Linked DNA regions of Sus scrofa: regions 1, 2 and 4 are each linked to region 3. A link is a contact called in public HiChIP or PLAC-seq data. All regions are on one chromosome and are shown on one strand. Each heading gives the region's core, a stretch centred on a gene start, on an enhancer-like site or on the middle of the called end of the contact. The rest is flanking DNA. Distances are from core to core; before and after follow the strand shown.

The links. HiChIP or PLAC-seq counts read pairs in DNA pulled down with a chosen protein or histone mark.
Region 1: an H3K27ac HiChIP or PLAC-seq map of skeletal muscle shows a contact between it and region 3. The contact joins two enhancer-like sites. A contact is called at or near these places in 2 of 47 Hi-C or Micro-C datasets (fetal heart ventricle and skeletal muscle) and 2 of 2 datasets of contacts at active chromatin or transcription factors (alveolar macrophages and skeletal muscle).
Region 2: a contact with region 3 is called in an H3K27ac HiChIP or PLAC-seq map of skeletal muscle. The contact joins two enhancer-like sites. A contact is called at or near these places in 1 of 47 Hi-C or Micro-C datasets (skeletal muscle) and 2 of 2 datasets of contacts at active chromatin or transcription factors (alveolar macrophages and skeletal muscle).
Region 4: a contact with region 3 is called in an H3K27ac HiChIP or PLAC-seq map of skeletal muscle. The contact joins the promoter of FEM1C here to the enhancer-like site in region 3. A contact is called at or near these places in 2 of 2 datasets of contacts at active chromatin or transcription factors (alveolar macrophages and skeletal muscle).

Annotation. Positions count from the first base shown.
Region 1 is chr2:119,689,155-119,692,045 of Sscrofa11.1, reverse strand. No RefSeq gene overlaps it. Among named protein-coding and RNA genes, the nearest start is that of FEM1C, 32 kb to the left of the region's middle. Within about 2 kb of position 1,400, at least 12 of the 83 cell types and tissues checked have an H3K27ac peak or open chromatin away from gene starts, as enhancers often do. A contact at or near this core is called in skeletal muscle, where this site is marked.
Region 2 is chr2:119,672,190-119,675,222 of Sscrofa11.1, reverse strand. No RefSeq gene overlaps it. Among named protein-coding and RNA genes, the nearest start is that of FEM1C, 49 kb to the left of the region's middle. Within about 2 kb of position 1,767, at least 4 of the 83 cell types and tissues checked have an H3K27ac peak or open chromatin away from gene starts, as enhancers often do. A contact at or near this core is called in skeletal muscle, where this site is marked.
Region 3 is chr2:119,498,721-119,501,624 of Sscrofa11.1, reverse strand. All of the region lies in intron 1 of LOC110259444 (a long non-coding RNA gene), which reads left to right. Among named protein-coding and RNA genes, the nearest start is that of CCDC112, 19 kb to the right of the region's middle. Within about 2 kb of position 1,639, at least 12 of the 83 cell types and tissues checked have an H3K27ac peak or open chromatin away from gene starts, as enhancers often do. A contact at or near this core is called in skeletal muscle, where this site is marked.
Region 4 is chr2:119,721,611-119,724,507 of Sscrofa11.1, reverse strand. FEM1C (protein fem-1 homolog C) reads left to right here and starts at 1,468. Exons shown (of 3, transcript XM_021084648.1): 1 at 1,468-1,849; 2 at 2,693-2,897. The coding sequence starts at 2,882.

The DNA.
Region 1 (2,891 bases), core at 151-2,650, 190 kb before region 3:
AAAGAGGGTTAGAGGAAAAGTGCATAGTCCATTAATTGAATTTTCATTGTCTTTTTGAGATCACTGTTGTGCTAAAACTTGTACTTTATATTTTATTTGACATGTATAATTTTCCTTACATAAAATAATAGGAGCTATCCTTCGAGTGGGTGAAAGTGTGTGTGTGTGTGTGTGTGTGTGTGTCCAAGTGATGTCTTTTGTATTCTGAACTCGTTAAATCTGGCCCATGCTGTGCATTCAGAATCCATGCTCCCCATGATTGAAAAGCAGTCATAGTCTACCAGGTTCATTAACAAGATCTGTTTTTTCTAGTCTGGACTTTCAAATAATTTTTTTTTATTAAAAGGTAGAATTGGCAGGAAAAATAAAGATGAGTGAGGAATCGAAAATAAATCTCACAGTTTTAACCTTTTGTTACTCTTTTAGGCCATCTAAAACTACCTTTAAAAAATCTTAAAACTGATCCAGAAAATTTAATTCCTTAGCTACCACTAGAATGGGAGGAATTTGGGTTGAAAACACTTTTTTTCTTTTTTTTCTATTTTGCAACCTTAGTTTACAGTTTGGTCCTTAATGTTACAGGTGAAAATGATTTCAGAATATTAATCAAAGGAGAATGTACTGAGGACAGTGTTGGAATGGAACCCAAGTATGTGAATGCTTTGATCACCAGTGGGACATGGGGCTTTTGTTTTGCTTCATTTTAAATTTAAGTTTGTCTTTTAACAATTGCATTTTAACTTACTGACACTTGATTTCTAATTCACTTGGACTTAATTTCTAATGTCTTATTTGCCATGCTTTTTATTTAGCTTTTACTTCTTTCCTACCTTTAAGGAGATTGTTTTCTGTGTTTCTAAATTTGCTTAGAATTTATACATTCCACTTTTTCAAAGACATTTTTAGTGACTTCCTTTATATATTTGTAACATGTGTACTGGGTTGAATTGTGGTCTCAAAAGATATGTCTATCCAGGACCTCAGAATATGACCTTGTTTGGAATAAGGGTCTTTGCAGATATAATTAAGGAAAGGATCTTGAGATGAGATCATCTGGGATTAGAAAGGGCCATGAGCCCATAAGAGACAGAAAAAGAGACAGGAGACAGCAGGGGAGAAGGCCCTAACCTTCAGTATATTTGCAGCCTACAGGAGTTTAAGGAAGCTGTGTGAACACGGAGGCAGAGGTTGAGTGGTGTAGCTACAAGTTCAGGAGCACCAAGGGTTGCGGGCAGCCACTAAAAACTAGGAGGGAGGCACAGAACAGTCTTTCTCAGAGCCTCCAGAGGAATGATCTCTGTTGACACTTGGATTTTGGAATCTGGCTTCCCCAGCTATGAGAGAATAAGTTACTGCTGTTTTAAGCCAAGTTTATGGGGAAGTGTTATGACAGCTCTAGAAAGCTTGCACAACCTGCATACTGACTCAACAGAGCTATGGGTACTACATGAGCCTTGCAACGTTTTAACTCCTGTCACCTCTCTCATCATCTAGGTGGTTACAGATCTAAGCCGATGGTTCACCTTGGTTTTATCCTCTCCTCCCATCCGCATGAATCATTGTGTTGTTGTTTTAGTTTGTGCTCAGATGTTCTTATTTACCAGTTTTGTTAATGGCATTACTTATTACTTGCGTTTGTATTCCTTCATTGAGGGAGTGGAGAAATTGTCTTCTTTTAAAGCACTTTAGACATTTTAAAGATACATATTAAAGTACCTTTAATATTCTTTTGGGGGCAGGGGTAGCAGCTTTTCCCTCAGCATTTGGAAGGGACTATTACATTATCTTTTGGCCTCTAATGTTTCTGAGAAGTCCTGTCATTCTTTGTTCCATTGTGGGTCATGTGGTTTTGTTTTTTTTTTTTTTTCGTCATTTACATTATGATTTTGTCTGTCTTCAGCATTTTGCAGTTTCCTTCTGATGTGACTAGATTGGGATTTATTTGTCCTGCTTGTGACTCATCATGATTCTTCAGTCTGTGGGCTGATGCCTTTCTTTCATTCTGGGAAGTTATCATGCATTATATCTTTGTTTATTCTTTTTTTTTTCCTTCCTCATTCTTTTCATTCTTTTTCATTTTTGGCCACACCCACAGCATATGGAAGTTCCTGAGCCAATAGCTGAATCTGTGATGTAGGTCACAGGGGCAGAAATGGTAGATCCTTAACCCACTGTGGCACAGCAGAAGCTTCTCATTCTCTTTATTCTATTTTTGTTACTCCTATCAGACATATTTTTAAACTTATCTCTTGTCTCTTACCTTTTCTCTTGTCTTCCATCTCTCTGTACTAGACTCTAATTTTCATAGATCTTTCTTCCTTTCATTAATCTTGTCATTTCTGCTTAATCTGCAAACACAACTATGAAGTTTTAAAATTTCAATGCTTTTATTTTTAGAAGTTCTATTTTGTTCAAGTTTTCCTGTTCCTTTTTGAATCTCAATCTCATCATTTTAAGCATTCCTACTTTATCATCCCTTGCAGGTGTATTATACTGAGAGCCTGGCATGCCAATCCCTCTGTTTATAGAGCTGCTCTCTTCAGGATGGCTCCTTGTCTCTTGGAGGTTTTAATTTAATTATTCAATTTAATTTAATTTAATTAATTTAATTTAATTTTTCTTTTTGGCTGTGCTGGTGGCATGTGGAAGTTCCTCCTGGGCCAGGGACTGAGCCCATGCCATAGCAGCAATCCAAGCCACTGCAGTGACAATGCTGGATCCTTAACCCACTGCCCCTTCACCACAAGGGAACTCTTGTAATTTCATTTTTGTAGCTATCCTCAGCATGTGGTATTTCTTCAAGTGGAAGACTTGTGTTCAGGGCTTTGGGAATATCTTTACAGAGCAACCAGGGTCCCAGGGGTTTCAGAATCAGTTTTTATATCAAGTTT
Region 2 (3,033 bases), core at 518-3,017, 170 kb before region 3:
CCTGAGCACCTGGTGGTGCCTTAATTAGGACAGTGAGTGGAGGGCAGAGATTTGTTTAGGATATGCTACATTTGTTTTTGTTTCTTGTTTTTTTTTGTTTGTTTGTTTTTTGTTTTTTTATCTTTTTGCCTTTTTCTGGGGCCGCTCCCATGGCATATGGAGGTTCCCAGGCTAGGGGTCCAATTGGAGCTGTAGCTGCTGGCCTGTGCCAGAGCCTCAGCAATGCAGAATCCAAGTAACATCTGCAACCCACACCACAGCTCACAGCAATGCCGGATCCTTAACTCACTGAGCAAGGCCAGGGATCGAACCCGCAACCTCGTGGTTCCTAGTTGGCTTCATTAACCACTGAGCCACGACAGAAACTCGAAGGATATGCTACATTTGAGTTCTTAGTGAACGTCTAAGAAGAAATGTGATGTGTATTCTGGTCTGCAACTCTGGGAAGAAGTTGGGACTGGAATATAAAGCCATCATTGTGAGATCCTGATAAAGTCATGGGACTAGTTGATCTCACCTCTAGGGAGATGGTCATAGAGATTATTGAGGAGTGAATGTAGGAATGCTTCCAGCATTTAGATATTGAAAAGTGAAGGCCAAGTCAGCAGAGGATACTGAAAAAAGCAGTTGTATTAGTTAGGGCTCTCTAGCAAAACAGAATTTATAGGATATGACTACGCAGAGAAAGATATTTACTATAAGAATTGCTCACACAATTGTGAAGTTTGTCAAAGTCCAAATTTGCAATGTGGGGTTAATGATCTGGCTTGTCTCTGTAGAGGTGCTGGTTTGATCCCCAGCCTGGCACAGTGGGTTAAGGATCTGGTGTTGTTACAGCTGTGGTGTAGTTCACAGCTCTGGCTCAGATTTTATCCCTGGCCTGGGAACTTTCATATGCCATGGGGCAGCCAAAAAAGAAAAGAAAAGAAAAAAAAAAAAAAAGACCCAAGAAAGTCTGTAGTGCAGGTGAAGTCCAAAGGCAGTCTGCTGGAACAGTCTCTTTCACTTGGGGGTAGGTCAGTCTTTTTGTTCTAGCCAGACCTTCAACTGATTGGATGAGGCCCATCACATTAAGGAGAGCAGTCGGCTTTACTGATTCACATATTAATCTAATCTGTGTTAAATCTATTGATTTAAATGTTTATGTCATCCCAAAACACCCTCATAGAAATACCCAGATCAAAAGTCTTGTGTCCTGTTGGCCTAGTCAAGTTGATACATGAACGTAACCATCACAGAAGTACAGTCAGGAGGGAAAACCGACTTCTTGGCTCTTACCACTTAATGCTTTCCCATGCATATGCATGTAAGCTGAACAGAATTGGCAAAGAAAAATGGCACATTTGAGTTCATTTTTCAATTAAAGACATAGGACCCTGGAAGAGACCTATGGCTAGGCCAGCTTTCCATCCAATGTAGATTTTTTGGTTTCTGCTAAAAATTTCCAGTGCTGGGTACTTGCTGCTTTCTATGATAAAAACTTCTGTTAATGTGACTATTTATTAAAAAAATTCTTTTTCCTTATATTGAACAAAAATCTCCCTCATGAAGCCTGAATAGCTCTCAGCTTCCCTAACATGTAGTAAGAATGCAAAACTGCCACACTGGCTCTGCCAAGGGCGATGTCAGTTCTGGAGTTCCGAAGAGTCTGGAGAGCTTTATCGGTCCTGGAACGTAAGGCTTTTTTTTTCCCTAGGGCACAGACATGCCACGCAGATAGTTGGGTCAGGATGGATTCAAGTATCGTTTATCTGAAACCACTTACCAGCCACTCAAGCCTTACTGCTGAATCTGCCAGGCTGCTTCAAAACGGTGAACTTGATCCCAGAGGCCTCTCTGACCCCACGGGCTGGCTTCTGTCAGAGCCTAAGGCTGTCAGCTCTATCTGTAAAGGTCTGAACCCAACGGTGGACATGCTTTTTTTTTTTTTTTTTTCTCCTCCTCCGTTTAGGTTGCCTGATGTAAATAGATGTGAAGAAGGAGGGGTGTGGTCCAACTCCAGATACCTATGCAAATGTTCCTCCATTCTGGCTGGAGATCCTTTAGTTCAGAGGACCACGCACTGGTTCTGGTTTTGTTCCCTGGTGACACGTTCCTTCCCTTATGGCCAGCAAACGCAGCTTTGCCCTAATATGACTTCGTTTTTATGAAAATGTGAGTAAATTGCAACCTAGACATGTAAATCACATTCCAGAGGCTGCCCAGACCCAGTGATTTCCAGTCTTGATGGAGAAACAGGCCTCAGAACTGTGTAGACACTACTCTGTTGAGGATCTTTGATTGGAAAATTGCCCACCAGCCTAGGAGGAAATAGTCTTGTAATCCAAAGAAAGAGGATTAGTACAGGGTTTGGACCACGCTCTTTAAAGTCCTGCTTGCTCGTTGAATAAATGAAAATATTTGGTTTTTAAAAAGCAGTTGCTGGAGGGGACTTTCTGACATTCAGAGCAGGGCTAGGCAACCTCCTGTCTTTTGAGCCTACTCTTTGCAAGCACTGGGACTTAATGCTAAGGCTGTTTTTGTCCCCCTACATTTATTTGTCGAAATCTAATCCCCAGTGTGAAAGCACTAGGGACTAAGGCCTTTGGGTGGCAGTTAGGTAGTAAGGCAGAGGGAGACCTCAAGAATGGGATTGGCGTCCTTATGAAAGAGACCTCAGAAAGCCCCCTCACCCTCCCACCACGTGAGGGTGCAGTGAGAAGATGGCTGTCAGTCCAGGAGCCAGGACGCAGGTCTTCACTAGACCCTGAATCTGCCAGCGCCTTGACCTTGGATTTTTAGCCAGCAGAACTGTGAGAAATACTTTTCTGTTGTTTATAAGCACTCAGTCCTTGGTACTTTTGTTGAGGCAGCCTAAACAGACTGAGACATACAACATCTTTTGTCCTTGGTCATGCCCCCCCCCTTTTTTTTTTGACATGTGTTTAATCCTAAAGAGGACTTGTTACACAGATATGCATAAATGATTTTTTTGTGTGTGTGTGTTTTTAGGGCTGCACCCGTGGCATATGGAGGTTCCCAGGCTAGGGGTTG
Region 3 (2,904 bases), core at 390-2,889:
CATTGAGTAAAGTATATTTGAGACCTCCGTCTGTCTGTCTCTCTTGCAACTTCTTGTGAATATATAATTATTTCAAAATAAAAATTAAAAAAAATCCAATAAAGTTCTACACAAAATAAATTTCCACTGCACACATTAGTTTACTTTATATATTAAGTAAACTTATATATAAGTTTATATATTACATATATAAGTAATAATAGTTTATATATATAAAAAGGAGCCCTGTAGCACTGCAAATGATATACAGAGATTGAGCTTTGGGGTTTGGAGAAGCATGCAACAGATTTTCTCTTTGACTTGGCTTGTTAACACAGATGGAGTAGATTTTATCATAAAATTTTTCCTCCCAATTAATAAACTAACTCCTAGTATGTTTATTAGTCTCTTAAAAATCCAGGAGAGTTCTCTAGTATCGCCGTGTAAGAGCATACATACCTAGCCATATTTTTAGAGAAATAAAATGAAGTATAAAATGTTTTACTGTATGTTTAGTATATACTACTGAATTTCTCTTATTCCAGAAATTCTTTATTCTCCACTGTTCTCTGTACTTCTTTCCCTTTCTTTTGATCTTCATAATAATCACATGGAATACGTAGGGGAAAGAAGACAAACAGAAATAGAAAAATCTTGGCTGCTAATATTACAGTTCTTCTGTGAACTGCCAAGATGATCACACCTACCCAGGCACAGGGTCCTCAGTAACCGAGATACCCCACCTATCCCTCACATTTTATATCAGAAGAACATAAGAATGCAGAGTGATCTGACCGTTCCTCCAGAGCACTGTGCTGATTCAGGCATTGTACTGTTTGGTTCATTCCATTCCCTAGTCCTCAATCCTATGACACAGGCGTTTTATAAAGAACCTAGGTAACTCATAAACTGGTCAGTGAAGTCCATAGATGACTAAGCATCTATTCAGGGCTAGTCCTGGCCATGCCACACTCACGGTGACTCTGTGCTTGGCACTGAGAGCCACGCTGTGTGGCTGTGAACTTCAGCTCTACAAGTATGAGCTATGCTGGCCAGGCCAGGTATACATGACCTCTCTGTGCCACAGTTCCTCATCTATAAATTAAAGGGTATAATCAGAGTGTTTTGAAAATCAAGTAAGTTAATACATGTAAGTATTTTAAACCAGGGGTCCTCAGTAAGTCATTTAGCCCAGGAGTCATCAAGCTGTGTCCAGCCCCACAACCTTTTAGGGAAAATGAAATTTTGCTGGAGCAAAGCCACACTCTTTCCTTACCTGTGGCTGCTTTCTCACTACAGCTGCACAGTTGAGCACCACTTGCAGTAAGACCAGATGGCCCACAAACTGAAAACATTCACTGTCTGGTCTTTTGCAGATGAAGTTTGCCAACACCAGCGTTGGATGAATTCTTGGTGAAAACTGAGTGCTCAGAAAGTGGTGCCTATTGTTGTCACTGTAATTGTCAAAGCTCACACTGAAGTCGTGGAGAACAGCCTTGCCCCGTCCATTGAGGGCTCAATACACTTCGTAGTTCAAGCAGTTTACTCTTCCGTTGTAATGCTGAAGTCTCTAATTAAGACATCCTTTACAATCAGCCATATTTTAGGCCTGTGTCAGGAGGGCAGTAACCTGATAGAACTGGTTTCTACTCTCGGAGAAAACTAGAGAGTCACTCCAATTAATCAAGTATAGCTGACCTGTCAGAAATCCTTGGTGGCTGGCAGAGTTGCAGCCCGGCTTTTCCAGGTCAGACCAACAAATGTGTTTGCTAGGAAAGCAGAAGGCAATGGACTGATTTTCTCTCCATATTAGGTCATGATGGACTTGTGCTGTGGGGATAGGAAAGGTCATCATCAGAAGCCCTGCTGTTTTTAGAGATCAAGTCTAAAGATAAGAAAGAATAAGGAGAAAGATCAGACACTAATCTGGATTTGCAAAAAAAAAGAAAGAAAGAAAAGGAAAAACAACAACAGCAACAACCAAAACCGAAGAAACAGAAAATAAAATAAAAAGAGCAATCTTTTCCCTGACCCTAATAGAATGCCTGGTTTAATTGGTATCAGCCTAAATTACAAAGCTGAACTAGATCTATTTGTCACACAGTGTGCAGCTCAATCTTTGAAAACACAGATCAGATCAGGTCCCTCCCTTGATGAAAGTCTTCCACCAACTTCTCATTTTAGCAGAAAATCCAAACTCTGCTATCCTGTGCTGTCTACTCCGTCTGGCACCATCGTCCCCTTGCTCACTTGGACCCATCACGTAAGCTTCTTTTCTTCCCAGCACATGTCAGGATGCTCCTGCCTGAGCTGATTGCACCTGCCTGCCTCTCCCTTCTTTCTGCCTAGAACACTACGTCCCAGCACCTCCACCAGGCTGGTGCCTTCTCATGTGTAGGGTCTCAGTTCAAACGGCACTTCCGCAACCAGTTTCTCTTAGGTTCACCCGCTTGTATTCTCCATTACATCTTTCTGTTCTGTTCACGGCCCTCATCCCGAATCGAAATTATGTTTTTGCTTCCTTGATAACCATCTGTCTTCAGTCATTAGTACATAAGCTCTGTGACCAGCTGGAATTTCACTTGTACATCATCGGTATTTAATAAATAGTTTTTCATTGAATGAATGAATGGGCCAGCAAGGTTTTTACCTCACAACTTCAAAAGACTGAAGTAAAAAATAAGAACTCTTGAGGAAAAATTAATTTAGGTCACGAAGCAGGGTGCAGTTGCAGTGCTGTAAAGAGGCAGAGACTGTCAAACAGAGCTCTTTGGAATGTGCTTTTGAAATGCGTTCCTCTGATACATGTGTCCTGTCGCCTATGTAGGCAGGACTTTCCTGCTTCTATGGAAGTGTGTTCTAAGTAGCAGCTACATTCCTCCTTGTTAATCTTCTTCAGACTGCCTTTAAGGCCAGCAGACAAAT
Region 4 (2,897 bases), core at 219-2,718, 220 kb before region 3:
GGGAACTCCTCCAATGTTTTAAATTGACAAAGAATTGACAAAGGTTGCCTTAGCTTTTTATACCCTGGAGCAATGTACCATTTTAAGATTCTCAGTGGAAGTTATGACCTTTCTTTTTGTGGTTTGGATATATGGCTAATATATTTGGGTATATATGGCTCATGTGAAAGAGTTAGGAAATGAAAACTTAATTGCTTTCCTTTACCAGCAGATCAATTTTAGGAAATAATATAGATGGATGCAAGGTGAATATTCAGAAACTGGTGGCCTTAAAACTAAATGTGCACCTACCCTGTGAAAATCCCCCAAGGGATGCACTTGTTGGTTTGAAGAACACTGTTGTAAATTTTCACATAATCTTATTGAATCTGATAAGAGAGGTCAGCCCAGGTTAGGCCTTGGGTGGGAAACTGTCTCTAGTATTTATACTTTGAGAGTATAGAACTGTGACCTGTAACATTAGTGTTAAAACAGTCAATCTCTCCTGGCTCTTTGATTTGTATAGACAGTTACTCTCATCTTTTATATTCTGTTCTAAATTTTCTTCTCAGTGGTAATAACCTTCACTTGAATCTTGGGTTACTAATGTTGACCCTAATGCTGACTGCCTAATGCCAATATAATGCTCCACTTAAAAATGATTATTAAAATTATAAAAACGTGAGACATCGTTATAGTAAGAGGTAGTAGCTCTTTGAAAAGGAAACTTGTGAGCTATAATCTAATATTTTCTTTCCCTCAGTGGTACCAAGAAACTGTGAGTTTAAGTTCCTCCAAATAAAGTGTTCACCAGATTGAACACCAAGTTCTTCCAAATTATTTTCTCATGATTCACTATGGGTGTCATTCTCCAAACATGTTTAAACTCTTCCTCGACCTAGTTTAACACACCCCATGTGTTAATGTCACGGATTCCACAAATTCATTTCCTGCTGTGTGAAGTAGTAATTATTTTTACGTATATTAATTTCGTACCTTTCTTTCGTTTCCTGGTTTTATTGTTTACAGTCAAGAATTCGACCTTGTTGATTTATACTGCTCTGTTTTTACCATTCCCTGTAGTTTTATATATTTTTTTTAGTCCATATTTTTTAAAAAGTCTTGATTGTCAGCCTCCAGAAGTAGTCTTTTTCCCAAATTTCATTCTTGTGTTGTTCTTGTTTTGCCTTTTTGAGTTCTTATAAAGAGCTCCATGGCCCACCAAAGGAAAGAACCTTAGGAGAGGCTAGTCTGAGAGGGTAATGACAAAGTAGTAATGGCTACGACGCCTCCGGGGGTTTCGGCAGTGGGACCCAAAGAGCCCCTGAGACGATTGCCTGAAACCTGGAGAGCGGAGGAGCCCGCGAGATCTGCGCAGCCGCTCCACCAACCCCCGGCCGCGGATGCCTGCGTGGCCCCGCCCCCTTCGCGTGCCGCACGCAGGCCCATCCTTCTTCGAGCCATGGCCCCACCCCCTCTCGCGTCGCTCCGCCCTGGCAGCCTCCCTGCCCCGCCCCTAGGCAGTTGCTCGCGGCGGCCGCCGCCCTCCCCCGGCCCAATGGCACTGCTGCCGCGTCAGTGATGTGAAGTAGTGCTTGGGCTTGTCCGGCCCCCGGCCCGCAGCCCATTACACCATCCGCCGCTGCAGCCGCTGCAGCCCGCGCAGACTGGGAGGGCGGGAGGCAGCTCGGCGTGGCGGGGCGGGGCAAGCGGCGCGGCTGGATTCATTCCTGTGGGGCGCGGGGCATGGACGAGCTGTGCGGCCGCAGGCGGAGCAACGCGGCCCGGGCGGCGGCGCGGACAACGGTTTCAATTTGAAGGGGCCGGCCCGTGCCCGGGCGGCCAGCGGGGAGAACTAACCCCAGGGCAGGTAGTGGCAGTGGCAGCGGCGGCGGCCTGGCGGAGCCCGAGCTGCGGCCTGAGGCGTCCACGGGGAGGCCTGGGCGGGAAGGGGAAGGAGGGCGCCCCCAGCAGCGGAAGGCGGGCAGCGGGATGGAGGCCCTAGACTCGTCGGCCGGCATAGAGCGGGTAGAGGTCGATCGAGGAACTTGGGGCGAGGGCTGCCGGTTTCTGGAAAAGGTAGAGGTGAAGGTTATATACCGGCAGCTGTGGTTTGGGGAACCTGCGGGTCCCTTTTGGCGGGGCGCGCGGTGGGGGAATCAAAAAAAATGGGGCGGACGAAGTTAGCTAAAAGGCAGCCGGATTTCCTGAGAGTCTGGAGTAGTTTTAAAGGAAAGAGAGCCTTTCGGGTGAGGGTTTTGGCGTTAGCCGGCCGCGGTTTGTTGGCTCCGACCTTTTTTATTCCCTCTCCTGGCCACAGCGAGGCCTTTCAGCCTCGCGCCCTTGGCCCGCTCTCCTCTGCAGATGTGAAACATTTCTGCGCCCGGGTCTTCTGCCTCTTCGCTTGTACTCTCTCTGGGCGTGTGCAAAGCAGAACTAGAACAAAGCTTAGCTGGTTAGGAGGCGAGAAAACCGGTTGCCTGTAGCGTTTACATTTACGGTATATAGAGGTGAGACTGCCTCCCACCAAAACATTTGCGTCTCTGTACTTTTATGTATTCTCCTTTCCCACCTTTTTCTGGGGGGAAGGGGCGGAGTAGTCCCTTACAGTGTGGCTCCCCCGGAGTAGAAATTAAGAAAACCTAGTGGTTTTTACCTTAACCTATGGAAAATTCAAAACTGCTCCTTTTTTTTTTTTTTTCCTTCTCTCTAGTTTGGTGCCCTGGTTGTCAGATGTTGGAAGGCAATAGACAGAACCTACTCGCTGTGGTTTTATACCAGTCCTGGGGTGCAGTGTTTAACACAGAACTTCGGTTACTGTAACTCTTGTCTGTGTCGATAGAGTTAAGCTGGAGCTTTGCTTCGAAGGATAAATAAAGCACAGCCTCTCAACTGGACATAAATGGATCTAAAGACAG